Regions from separate parts of the Delphinus delphis genome. Here region 2 is linked to region 1. A link is a contact called in public Hi-C data. All regions are on one chromosome and are shown on one strand. Each heading gives the region's core, a stretch centred on a gene start, on an enhancer-like site or on the middle of the called end of the contact. The rest is flanking DNA. Distances are from core to core; before and after follow the strand shown.

What was found. A called contact is a pair of places that touch in the nucleus more often than the background predicts.
Region 2: a Hi-C map of lung shows a contact between it and region 1, with 6 times the contacts expected there. The contact joins the promoter of MTIF2 here to the promoter of CCDC88A in region 1. A contact is called at or near these places in 2 of 3 Hi-C or Micro-C datasets (lung and muscle).

Annotation. Positions count from the first base shown.
Region 1 is chr12:43,866,771-43,873,261 of mDelDel1.2, reverse strand. It overlaps CCDC88A (coiled-coil domain containing 88A), which reads right to left and starts at 2,292. Exons shown (of 32, transcript XM_060026582.1): 1 at 2,207-2,292. CFAP36 (cilia and flagella associated protein 36) reads left to right here and starts at 2,529. Exons shown (of 10, transcript XM_060026579.1): 1 at 2,529-2,803; 2 at 5,670-5,734; 3 at 6,340-6,441. The coding sequence starts at 2,689.
Region 2 is chr12:44,082,771-44,089,261 of mDelDel1.2, reverse strand. It overlaps MTIF2 (mitochondrial translational initiation factor 2), which reads right to left and starts at 3,549. Exons shown (of 14, transcript XM_060026596.1): 1 at 3,477-3,549; 2 at 1,146-1,371; 3 at 668-779. The coding sequence starts at 1,364.

The sequences.
Region 1 (6,491 bases), core at 1,043-3,542:
GGTCCCAAGTAATTTTTATGTGTTCTCTAATTAACCTCTTATCAACACCATGGTAAAAGTACTGTAGATATGTGTGTGTGTGTGTATGCTTACATGGGTATGTATGTTATCTATTTCAGTCTTTTCTGTTACAACAAACAACTTCAATGTGAACATTTGTTCATACATAGCAGCTAAAGTGGTCAAAATGAGAAGTTGTGATTTTTCAAGAGAGGACCATGCTTTGTAGCACTGCAAAACATGAAAAACACTACCTGGCTGAACAAAGTGCTATATGGTAAAATGCACAACGCACACCCACCTTGTTTTCTTATTCTTCCTCCAGAGCATCCCACATGCATTGCCCTAAGAGTGTGTGCACTGTTCTTTTGAGTTTGTGTTTATTTCATAATAAGCATATTGAATATATTATATTAAATCTGTATGAGAATCCTTCTTATAAAGGTCCCAAGTACTGAATAAAAAGAAAATCCTTTCATTTGAGGAGAAAATTGAAATAATTCAATGTTTTGAAATAAATGAGAAAACTTGCAGGCCTGAGGGAATTCACATTGGCCACATTGAAGAATGATGCTGAGAAAATAAACGGAAGAAGAGCTTGTGCATTCCAGTTATTATCTGCTTCCAGTGGAATTGGAAAGCACTCCCAAGAGACTAAAGATAAAGACCCTAAGGCCAGGTAATGCTGAGTGCAGTTGGATAGCACTTGGTGGCCTTCACGCTCATTAGAAACCTGACAAGTAATTTCCTTATGAAGAAAGGAAACTGGCAGAAAAGGAGTATTTCTCTTTTAAGCTGGTTTAGAAGACAGAAAAGGAGAACAAGAAGCCACAGTAATCCCCTTCTGGTGTCACAATATTTTAGCTCCAAAATGATGATGTCCTTCTCTCCTTTTACCTCTTCTCAGTAACTCAAAACCCCCCACACTTACCACACCCATTTCCAGTAAGTGGTACCTGGAGCATGGCTATCCACTAAGGAAGATAACTTATCGGCTATCATTTACATAAAAAATGTAAAACTTCTATATGGCAAAAGACACAGTGAACTAAAAGACAAATTACAAACATGTCACTGCAACATGTGACAGAGTTAAAATTCTTATACTAATGTATAAAAAGCTCTTTCAAATCAATAAGAAAAATAAATCCCAAGAAGAAATGGTCAAAAGGTATGAAAAAGTAACATAGAAAGAAACACAAAGGCTAATCAATATGAAATAAAGCTCAAATTCAAATTTAAAAATGCAAATTAAAACTATGTATCATCTTTAACCTAGTGGATTGGTAAAGATATTTTTCAAAAAGGCTTTTAAAAATAGGTTCGGTAATCTTTCCTTTGGGAATTTATTCAAAGTAAATAATGAGACTAGAGTTGAAAAACATGTGCAAGTATGTTCATTACAGAATTGTTTATAAATTTGAGAAATCGAAGTAACTTAACCTAGCTATTGAGAATTGGTCACACAAATCAAAGTATATATAGTCTTTCATTTAGCAAATCTGGTAGAATCTATCCTTTGGAATAGTCAATAAACCAACAGTTCTTAGAGACACACAGATGTTCATTTTAGCAGTTTGTAGAAGGGAAAAATGGCATGGTATATCCACACCACGGAGGGAAAAAAAACCCTGCACACTAATGACATCTATGCATCCAAGTAAGATACTGTGTGTATATACAAGAAATAAAAATAACGAAACGGTATTTTATTGAATACCATGAAGCTATACAGAAATGATAGTTTTATGTTTATATGAAAAGATGACCAAATATTAAGTGAACAGTTTCATAACTGTACATACAATATGATCCCATTTATGTAAATACATATAAGGTTGTTTGAAAATATTTTGGGATGCCAAGTACCCTGACAATGACCTTTGAAGACCCATTCCACAAATAACCCCAATCTAAAAGTAGAGTTGGTGTTACTTAACAAAAGGGTTGGTTACCTAGACATTTATTTAAAGGAACATTTACTTTGATTTTGCTCTTGAAAAGGTCAATTCTAGTTATTTCTATCTGCGCAGGAAAGTTTAAAGGCCCGCCTTCTGCTACAGGATGCAAACTGACTGCAGAGCGAATCAGCAAGTCTTACAGAGCTATTTTGCTCAGGTTTGTATTTTCAAACAACCTTTTAATTGCAAACGTTTCTGGGCCAGCGGGTCTGAAAATGTTCGGGACTGAGTGGTGGGGATACAACCGTGTACTGAAGCCTTTAAAATTTTCAGTCATAGTCCAGGTGCGATTCGCCTTCCCAGCGCCATTTCTAAGCCTTGGTCTCACGCATTTATCTAGAGGGAACGCTGAGATTCTTTCCAGGACTTCCAGCCAATGGCTACACTCCTGCTCTCTGCCCCAGCAGCTCCGGGCCAATGGGCTGAAGGCTACCTTTCGACTCAATACTGTTCCTTTCCAGCCAATCGGAAGAGTTCTTCAAATACCTCTCTCCAGGACGCGCTAGCTCCGCGGAAGCTGGCTTCACTTCCGGGCGGCTTCTAGGGGCGGCTACGCGGGTTGCCATAGCGACCGTTTTACGTTAACTGGTTTGTAGCTTTCATCCAGGTGACTGCGAGACTGCGGGGGCAACTTGTCTTCCCATTTCCTCTCGGTTCCCTGCGGCCGAAAGGCCTTCCAGGCTCCGGGGGTCTGGCCTAGGCTTCCGCGGCGGCCCTCGAGGGCGGAATGGCTGCGGAAGAAGAGGACGAGGTGGAATGGGTAGTGGAGAGCATCGCGGGGTTTCTGAGGGGCCCGGACTGGTCCATCCCCATCTTGGACTTTGTGGAGCAGAAATGTGAAGGTAAAATTCAGATCCCGAATCGTCAATCCTTTCTCACGTCTCTCACACCAACAGCCTCTCCACAAACTGCCTTTCATCTCCCCGGTCTCCACTCCTGTCTGCCAGGTTTAGAGCTGGATTTTAGGATGTGTTGCTGTCACTGCGCCGGTCCTTTCCTTCACGGAAATGAAAACGAGGACCGAGATACCTTTCCCCCTGGGCCCAAGCACACATCCGAAAAACATCAGACTTTAATCCTATGTTGGGTCTCTCACCCCATCCTGCACCTTTCTGCCCTGGGCAGGTGCACTGTTTGTGTGGGTTTCTTCGACAACTTCCCCAGTGACTTGGGAGGGGAGACGTCAGTTTGCTTCTGAGTTCCTTCTGATCCCAACAGTTGACCGAAAAGTGGGTGGGCGAGGGGCGTGTGATTACTCCAGCAGGCCCAGAGCCGGTGATCTCGGTGGCGTGTATTCCCTTTTTTGAGTTCTCTGACTCTCGGTTATACCAAAAATGGAGGGTATCTTACAACAAATGAGTTATGTAACCGTGTCATAACATTTCCTGTGAGGAAAGGATACCTCTAGGTTCTGATCAGTTCACGCTTTGGAGTCCTGCATTCAGTTCTTAGAGACAAATTGGAGCCCATTCATGGAAAAGGAACCACAAACGATGTCATATGAATAATTCCAGGCTGTTGTTGCAGTTGTTTAGCTGGCCAAGACTTTAAGGGTAGTCATATCCATTAATCGTTTGAACATCTGTCTTATGTTGGAGGGATTAGACTTGTTTTTGTAAGCTTCAGTGAGATAGAGCTAGGGTCAGTGGGTACAAGCTAGAGGGGAACAAATTTCTGTGAAGGAAGTACTTCATAACAGAGAGTATCCCAGATAAATTAGCCTGCCTCAGGAGGTAATGAGTTCCCCAGCCACTAGCAGTGTTTGAATGAATCTGACAACAACTTAATGGAGTTTTTATAGAGGGGAATTCAACTATCAAATGGTTGGTTATCCTGGATGATCTTTTAAGAGTCCTTTCAGCCCTAAGTTTCCATGAAGCCGGTAAAGAGGAAATTTACTTTGACCACTGAATCTTTTCATTACATTCTCATTGCCATGAGCAAAATTCAAATAGTATTTATTAAGTATTGTTCTTACAGGTAATTTTTAAAATAAGTTCAAAATAACTTTTATTTCTGCTCTTTTTAAGAATTTAAAATGCTATTATGAGACTTATGAAGCATGTGGTGGTATTCTGACCTCCTTTAGGAGAAAAAGGAAATTATGTCACCTTTTGATTCCATTTACCCTACTGAATGAAACTAAATGCTGAAATGGAAAAAAAAAAAAAAATAAAGCATCGTTCCTTTTATCCCCAGATGTCAAAAGTGGCTGCATCTCAGTTGTAACACACCTGATTGTGTAATTTTACAGGGAAACAGTAATCCTCAGCCTTATAAACATGTAATGTAGTAATCTGGCTTCAAAATTAACTGAAAACAGCTTTAGTAGCTGCTACATTGCATGTATGCCCAGTGTTATATAGAGCAGATGCCAGGAGAAATGGAAGTAACATCCCAGTGACACTTGAAATAATAATGTTTATATTTCACTGACTTTGGGTTGTCAATGTGCTATTCATCACCTCAGATAATTTAAAAATTAGTTTTGTACTACTCTGTAATATCAGCCTTTATTTCAAAATGTATTGAGTGTCGTTCGGCCAGAAGCTGAGGATAGAAAGATGAATAAAACAAATCCTTGTGCTTGAGAAGTTTGCAATTTGGCAGGTAAATGGAATTTAAATGTAAATTGGCAGGTGTTATAATAAGGGTAGGCACATGGTGCTGTGTATTTTAAGAGTTCAGAGGAAGTACTCTAACTAGCCTAGGAGTTGGGAGTGGGTAGCAGATCATGGAAAATGTGCCACTTGCAATATTTTGGAGAATTGTTGAGAGAAGGGGGGCCAGGTAAAGGCAAAGAGATCTAAGGGCTTGAGCAAAGGCATGGGTTTATTTTGTCTTTTTGTGTTACATTTGTCAGTATTCCAAGTAATTGTGTATTGTTAAGAGTGCAAAGTTTGGGTTTTGGAGTGGTGGGAGTTGAGATTTGGGATCCAGTCTTGGAGGGTTTTGTCTGGTCTTCTAAGTATTTTGGATTTATTCTCTAGGCAAAGAGCAGTAATTGAAGAGTTTTAAATAGAAAATTACAGAAGTTAGTTTTGCATTTTAGAAAGATCATTTGGGGGGAATATTATAAAAAGGGGGTTTATTGCTTATAATTCATGAGTTTGTCTTCTTTCCTTAATCACATTGTAGCTTCTTGAGGGAATATATATCTTTCTAATCTACATTGTTTCACACATATGATCATTCAGTAAACATTTGTTTTTATTTATTTTTATTTCATTATTGATTTATATGTAATAAAGAAGGCCGAGTAACTTTCAGTAAAATTTGGATCAGCAAAGTTCCAGTATGATAAAATAATCTGGAACCTGTTGTAAAACGAATTATTTAAAAACTATCAACAATAATGTTCCATTTAAAGTTTATAAAGAAATTGTTGCCTTATATTCTTGATTGAAAAGTAGCAAATTAGTGTTCATCTTCCATATGAAGTAGATTTTAAGTAGGAAAAAAAACTTGTTTACAACTAACACTATACACACACACACACACACACACACACACACACACACACACACACACACACACACACACACACACACACACTCATCTTTTTTTAATCCCAAGAATTTAAAGCAGAAGAGCTGGTTTATAAGACTGAGAGTTCTATTTGTAAGACAACTAGAGTGGACTTTGATATTTGCATTAATGAAATGACTTGTTTTTTTACACTATGCAATATTTTTCTTTTAAATTTAGTTTTTGATGATGAAGAAGAAAGCAAATTGACCTATACGGAGATTCATCAGGAGTACAAAGAACTAGTGAGTATTTTTTTACCTGATTTTAAATGTAATTAGAATAATGTTAATTCAAGATGTTCTGAATTTTAAAAATGGATTTTTCCATTAAAATTCTTTAATTAAAAAATTCCAATCTACCCTAATAGTACTACCAGTTGCATTAGACTCCAAGCGTTCTCTGTGCATCTCAATCAATCCTTATGACTGTAGAATGTAAGAAATAGATTTAGGACAACTATTTTAAGGGATCTTGCATCCGGTATTTAAATTTTATTCTTATTCTTCTGCTGATACATCCAGGGGAGTGTTAATTATTAATTTAGCCATGTTGTCTTGAGATTTTAAGGAATGCCTCTGGGTAGCAGAAGAGTTATACCACAACAAACTTCATAATTGTGACTTCAGTGATTTCTGGGAGAGTAAATAAAATTTTATTTGATTCTCTGCAAAAATTTTCACTTTTTGTTTGTTTTTTCGGTGAAAGACATTGTCACTGCCATATAATATAATTTTATGTAGATTAATAATTGCAAGCAAGCATTTGATTATAGTTTTCTAAACTCAATGTAAAATTTGGAATTTTTCTATGTAAATTACAAAAAAAAAATTAAACTTTCTATTTTTAGGTTGAAAAGCTGTTAGAAAGTTACCTTAAAGAAATTGGAATTAATGAAGATCAATTTCAAGAAGCATGCACTTCTCCTCTTGCAAAGACCCATACATCACAGGTTTTTTTTTTTTTTTTATTCTGCTAATATATACTTTTAACAAAAATGCT
Region 2 (6,491 bases), core at 2,300-4,799, 210 kb before region 1:
AACTACAGAGCCTGTGCTCTAGAGCCCGCGAGCCACAACTTCTGAGCCCGCGTGCCACAACTACTGAAGCCCGTGTGCCTAGCACCCGTGCTCTGCAACAAGAGAAGCCACCGCAATGAGAAGCCCACGCACCGCAACGAAGAGCAGCCCCCGCTCGCTGCAACTAGAGAAAGCCCACGAGCAGCAACAAACACCCGACTCAGCCAAAAATAAATAAATAAATTTATTAAGGAAAAAAAATGTCGTAGTTATTACTACAAATATTTTTCTGCTGGCACTACACTACAGAAATTGTCAAAATGAGTGCAATTAGAGAATTATAGAGAAACAAAAGTAAAGTAAATGAGTATAAATACGGTCCCTCAGTCCAAAAGCATTCTTTGGACTTATTCTAATAGCCCACGAGATTTCTGAGCAAGAAAGGTTAGTTCAAATTAAAAAAATCTTTTCCACTTTTATTAAAAGCAAAATCTTAGAAAACTAGATTTGGTAAAGAGCCAAGAAACTAATTAGGATTTGTCATCTAAAGTGAAAAATATTGGAATTACTTAACATCTTTTTAAACCACTAGTCTAATTTTCATCCTTGAATGCCTTAATCTCACTGCAAATAAAATACCAGGTATTCCACGTTTCCATATTTTTCCTTATAAAATTATCTGGCTCACCTATGTCTTTTTCCATTGCTCTGGCCAGCTCCTCAACAGTCATTCCAATCCATACCTCCACCTCCTTTTTAGATTTTGTTGAAGATAGCTGAGATTTCTGCGATTTTTTTTCCTATTAAATATTCAGAACACATAAAGAAGGAAGAAAAAACTTTGAGATTTATTCTGGAATATCTACCACAGTCAGGGCTCCTATTTCTACCAACACTCCCATAAATTGTTAAACCTTAGACTAAAATTTAAAATCCTGATTCCTTAATTCACTGTTATACACTGATATAAATAAGCAAATTAATCAACATTACTAAACAACTAACTAGAGCCTCCCTTCTTCACAAAGATTTATTGCCTGGAACGTAGCATTAAGGCATAAAGATTTCAAAAATGACAAAATACTCAAAATGGATTTCTACTCATGGCTCTAGGCACTTTTATCTCAGATCAAATAACAGAGAAACTCAGAGAAATCTAGAACTACCTTCTTTGTCACCAGAAGCCTATGTTGAGATAAAGCGGTCCTGATGAGCGCATGTGTCTGCCAGGGCTGGGGGTACAGCTGAGCTGTCCACACCAGGTAAGCAGATGAAAACACGTGCCTCCACTGTGCCAACATTCTTCTTTGATACAGGCTGTGCAGCTGCCTACAAATAGTGTGAAATCGTAGCAAGTTCTCCAACTTAAGTATCTTCTGGTTCATGTTTCTCCTAGGAAAAAAGTTTTCAAATACTATTTTGGTTAATATTGAAATCAAGTTAGTAAATATTAATTGGATATCTACTACACACAAAACACTGTGCTAGAGTTACAACAATGAGTAAAACTGGGTTCTTGCCCTGAAAGAGCTCACAGTCCAGAGAGATGGAATTCCGTACTAAGTACTCTCTAGATATTAACTAGAACTATTGTTAATGTTCCTACCATAATAACACTGAAATACAATAACAAACTTATAAGGGTTCTTTTTTCACTCCTGAAACATCAACTAACCAAATCACAACTACAGTCATTTTTTTTTTAAATGCAAATTTGCACTCATCAACTCTTTGCCAAACATTCTTTGGGAGGATGGGGGGAGATTATCCCTAGTTTAATGTACAACTTCAAAACATGCTATAGGGCTTCCCTGGTGGCGCAGTGGTTGAGAGTCCGCCTGCCAATGCAGGGGACACGGGTTCGTGCCCTGGTCCGGGAAGATCCCACATGCCGCGGAGCGGCTGGGCCCGTGAGCCATGGCCGCTGAGCCTGCGCGTCCGGAGCCTGTGCTCCGCAACGGGAGAGGCCACAGCAGTGAGAGGTCTGCGTACCGTAAAAAAAAACAAAAAAAACAAAAAAAACAACATGCTATATAAGGACTCATTATCTGCCTTCTGTTAATCTCTCACTCCATCTCTTACGCTCTTATAGTTCCCTCACTCCTATCTCCCAAATTTTTGTTATTCTGTCTCACCTGTAATCTCCAACGTCTTCTAATCTTTGAAACTTTGCATATGCTCCCTCTACTTGGAACTGTCTTTCAACCCTAACATTTTCCCCTCTTCCTAACCCCCCCAAAAAAGATGCTTTAGAGTGGGAAGAAGGCACCCAATAAATATCTAATGAATAATGCCAATAAATACCTATTGAATAATGCCTTTTGAGTATTACTCTTGGGACAAAAGAAGAGTTTACTGAGAGAAAACCACAACAGACCTCAACAGTGTAGCTCAGAACTCAGTAGTATAGTCTTTTCCTCCTTGAGTCTTCTATTTCTTCTGATCACAACACTGCATTTCTACAGCTTTGCTTTTCAGTGTTTAAGGGAAGGAGCAACTAAAATAACATAAGTACTAGTTTTCTCCTCAGCAGACATTTCATGAGCACCATCTTCCAGGCACTGCATCTGAGGTTGTTGATTCAAAGTTTAATAAGCAAGAGTCCCTTCCTTTGGGGTCCACTGTCTTTAAAATGTTCCAATATAATGATTCTTAAACACCTCAAGAATGGCACATTTAAAGAATCTTATTTAGGTACATTTCCCTGAACTCAGAAGTAAAGGGTGCTCAGGAAGCACAGAATTCCTTAGGGAAAAAAAAATTTTTTTAATGACTCTAAAACCAGATTTAACAAGGACACAGATTAATACAACGGGAGGAAAAGTCCTACACGGAGATTAACCAAAGCACAACTATTTCACTGACGCAGGGATTCGAAAAACACATTGGGGGTCAATAAACCAAATACCAAAACTAAAAGGAACCTTACTTGCTACTTATTCCAAGCCCCTCATTTTAAAGAAAAGGAAAATGGAGTCCAGAGAGGTCAAAAAGCCTTCTCCAATGTCATACCGCTAGTTAATGACAGGACTAGAACCCAGGCTTTCTGACTCCCAATTCGGTGTTCTTTCGCCGCTAGTATATTCTTATCATGGAACCTGAAAAAGGATGTTGGAAATAATGTAGTTGCGCTGGTGAAAACGTCTGAATGAAACAGCTAGAAGCCTTGGGAGTTATCTGAAAGGTAAAAAGAAGTCACGGTAGAATGTCGGATCTAGGGTGGCTTCGCCTGGAACCCGAGCCCAAAAATCCTTGGGCACAGGGGAGGTCGGGGTGTGGAGGACACCTGCCGCGGCGCGCGGGGAGAGCAAGCAGCCGGCCGCTTCTGGTTGGATAGCGCTTTCGTTATGCCGAAAGTAACAATCACGTATGGATTAAGTGCACAATGGAAAGCCTCCCGAATGCGCAATGCGCATTGCTTGTCATCTGTGCCGCTAACACTTTAGGCCAAACAATACACGCCAACCGGAACGACACGGCTAAGAGACCCCACTCACTTAGCTCCTACGTAAGGTCCAGGACGCCGGAATTCTGACGCAGGGCAAAGATCACCTTCCGGACCCGGGAGGACTGTCAGTAGGCTAGTCCGTCTCAAAAATGGTCCCCCGCGGGCTTCCGGTGCCGCCGGAAGCGGTTCTACCCGGGACTCAGAAGTCCGATTTCGGAACAGCCCTGTTGCCGCTGGTACAGTCGCGGGGTGTACCCGGGTGACGTGTCAGCAGCGCGTTTCTGCAAAACCCTTCGCTTTCTAGGAAGTAAATTACTGCTACTCTGGGGTTGTGAGCGGCTTCGATGTGTACAACTCAAGGGAAAGTTAAACGGGGAAATGTGGGAGAAATTATAAGTCCTTAAAAGACATACTAACAAAAAGGGAAAAATGCAAGGGAACGTGGCGATAGACCCAGTTAGTACTGGGCGAGGAGCGCTTTCTTTTTCAAAAGTCACCTCGTGTGGGTGGCATTTAAAGTAATAAAGCTAGAGTGGGTTCCAATCCCAGCTCATCCCCACTTGTGTAGACTTGGGGACGTTATGTAAACTCTCTGTGCCTCCCCCCGCCCCCCATAGTCTGGCCGCCTAACTCATGGCCCTCCCCTTTTTTATGTTTGTCTCCCCAGTGCCACCGCAAAGATGTGTAATCAGTGTTGTTGAATGACTAAATGGAAACCTCTGTCCTGAAAATCTTTTTAATGAACCTAAACACTCACACCCTTGAAAACTATTGAAGTGCATTTCAATTGCTATCATTTTACTTACCTTTCACACTCACTGAAATGCCTATTTCTGCAAGAAAGTATTCTTTGCTCTCTCTGCCTTGCCAAGTAGTTGAGAAGCAGAAATTGATTGAACATCAAAGTAAGTCATACCTTTTTTTCCCAATATTAAAGTGAAAATAACCAATATGTTTCTAATCATGAAGAAAATACATACTAATCTGGAAAATTAAAGCAATACACTAAAAGATAGAAAGTGGAGGGAGGGAGGGAGAGCCAAAGCTGGAAACATTTGAGCAACAAAATAACACAGTATTAGATTATAACAAATAAATGGGGGAGAAGGGACAAATCCTCCTTACAGAAAAATTCCACATAATATATGTGTATAACTTCTACTAGGAGGTAAAGCTTCACCACCACCACCACCCCACCCGCCTTGAGTGTGGACTGGACTTAGTGACTTGCTTCCAAAGAATAGAATATGCAAAGGGAAAAATAGTACCTTCATAATGGAGAAAATTGGCAGACACCACCTTAACCAACTGATCACGGTAAACATCACCAGCAATGTCATGTTGATATAATGTACCCTGAGAAATGATGTGATGAGGACATTTCACCTCTAATATTTGTCCCCAAAACCCACAACCCTACTCTAATCATGGGGAAAACATCAGACAAACCCAAATTAAAGAGCATTCTACAAAATATCTGAGCAGAACTCTTCAAAGCTGTCAAGGTCATCTAAAGCAAGAAAAGACCTGGGTGAAAACACAGTACCAAGCGTTACTCATACATTTAAAATGATGCTCCATGTAAGTGACCTTAAAATGCCCCATATGTCTTCATTTAACAGACATCTATTCACTCTTCCACGTCCTTTGACCACATGCTGCCAATATATGGGGTTCCTTTCCTAAATGGTTTCCACTCATCCAGATCACTAGCAACTTGCCGTGCAATGAAACCATACAATGTTTGCTTTCAAAAATTCTTTTCTCTCCCCACCTCCCTCACATACACACACACACACACATAGGGGTAACTATTTTCCTAGACTAAGTTGTTTATTCACCTCCTTTCTGTCCCTTTTTGCTTCTCCCCTTCCACCCTGATATACCATCATAAAAAAAGACAAGAAACAAGAAGCTATCACAGATCAGACAGAAAGAAATGTGATGACTGAATGCAGTGTGGGATCCTGTATAGAATCCGGGAACAGAAAAGCACACTAGTGGAAAAACTGGTGAAATCTGAATAAAATCTGTAGTTACTTGTAATACCCCAGTGTTAATTTTTTAATTTTCACAAACATATCATAGTTAACATAACATGTTAACATTAGAGGAAACTGAGTGAAGGACATTCAGGAACTCTCCACTATCTCTGCAAATTAAAATTTATTTTTTTACTAAAGAAAGTGAGTCAAATCCTATATCCCACCTCTCTGGAAGTAACCACTTTGTGTGTTCGTGTGTGTACACATCATTCCACTTATCTCTGTATAAATACATGTATACATACACTTTTATGTAAATGAGATTCATGTTATAAATGCTGCTTCTTATCTCTGCAACAATATATACCGGAAATCTTCCACACTGATGAACATATATCCATATCATTCTTTTAAATGATTTTGAAAGATTCCATTGTTTACAAGTGCCATACCCACATAGATGGACATATATGCTGTGTCCAGTAACTAACATAATATTGCAGTGAATATTCTTGGGCATACACTTTTGCATGCCAGTCCAGTTCTTTCTCTAGAATAAATTTCTAAAAATGGAAGCCCTATTTCCTTTCAGTGAAGAATGGTATTTATAATCTAGGCTCAAGGTGTCAGGTATGTTCATTGTTACTGGGGTTTTGATGCTCTCAAGCCCTCCCATTGGTCAAAGCTGGGGAATATTATACACATGTGTGCACACATTTCCATCTACATACATTGAAAACCATGCGTTCCTACTGATATTGTGAAGTCCAATCTAACACCATAGGGTTCAAACTAGGCTTTTCCCTTTATATGTATGTAACTTCCTTTTCTGGCCGTGGGAAACCTGACTCGCATCAGCCTTAATATATTTACTTATTTAAGCAATTCCCCTGTGTGAAACCAATCTCCAATCTGGCCACCACCCCATCTCCTGCACTCATGCCCTCCTTACCTCTCTCCAGCTTGGACTCCCAAGGCCAGTTCACCCCTTGAAGTGGACATCTTCACCCTGATTGGATGTAAAATGTTAACATTAGGGGAACCTGGGTAAAGGGCATTCGGGAACTCTCTCCAGTATC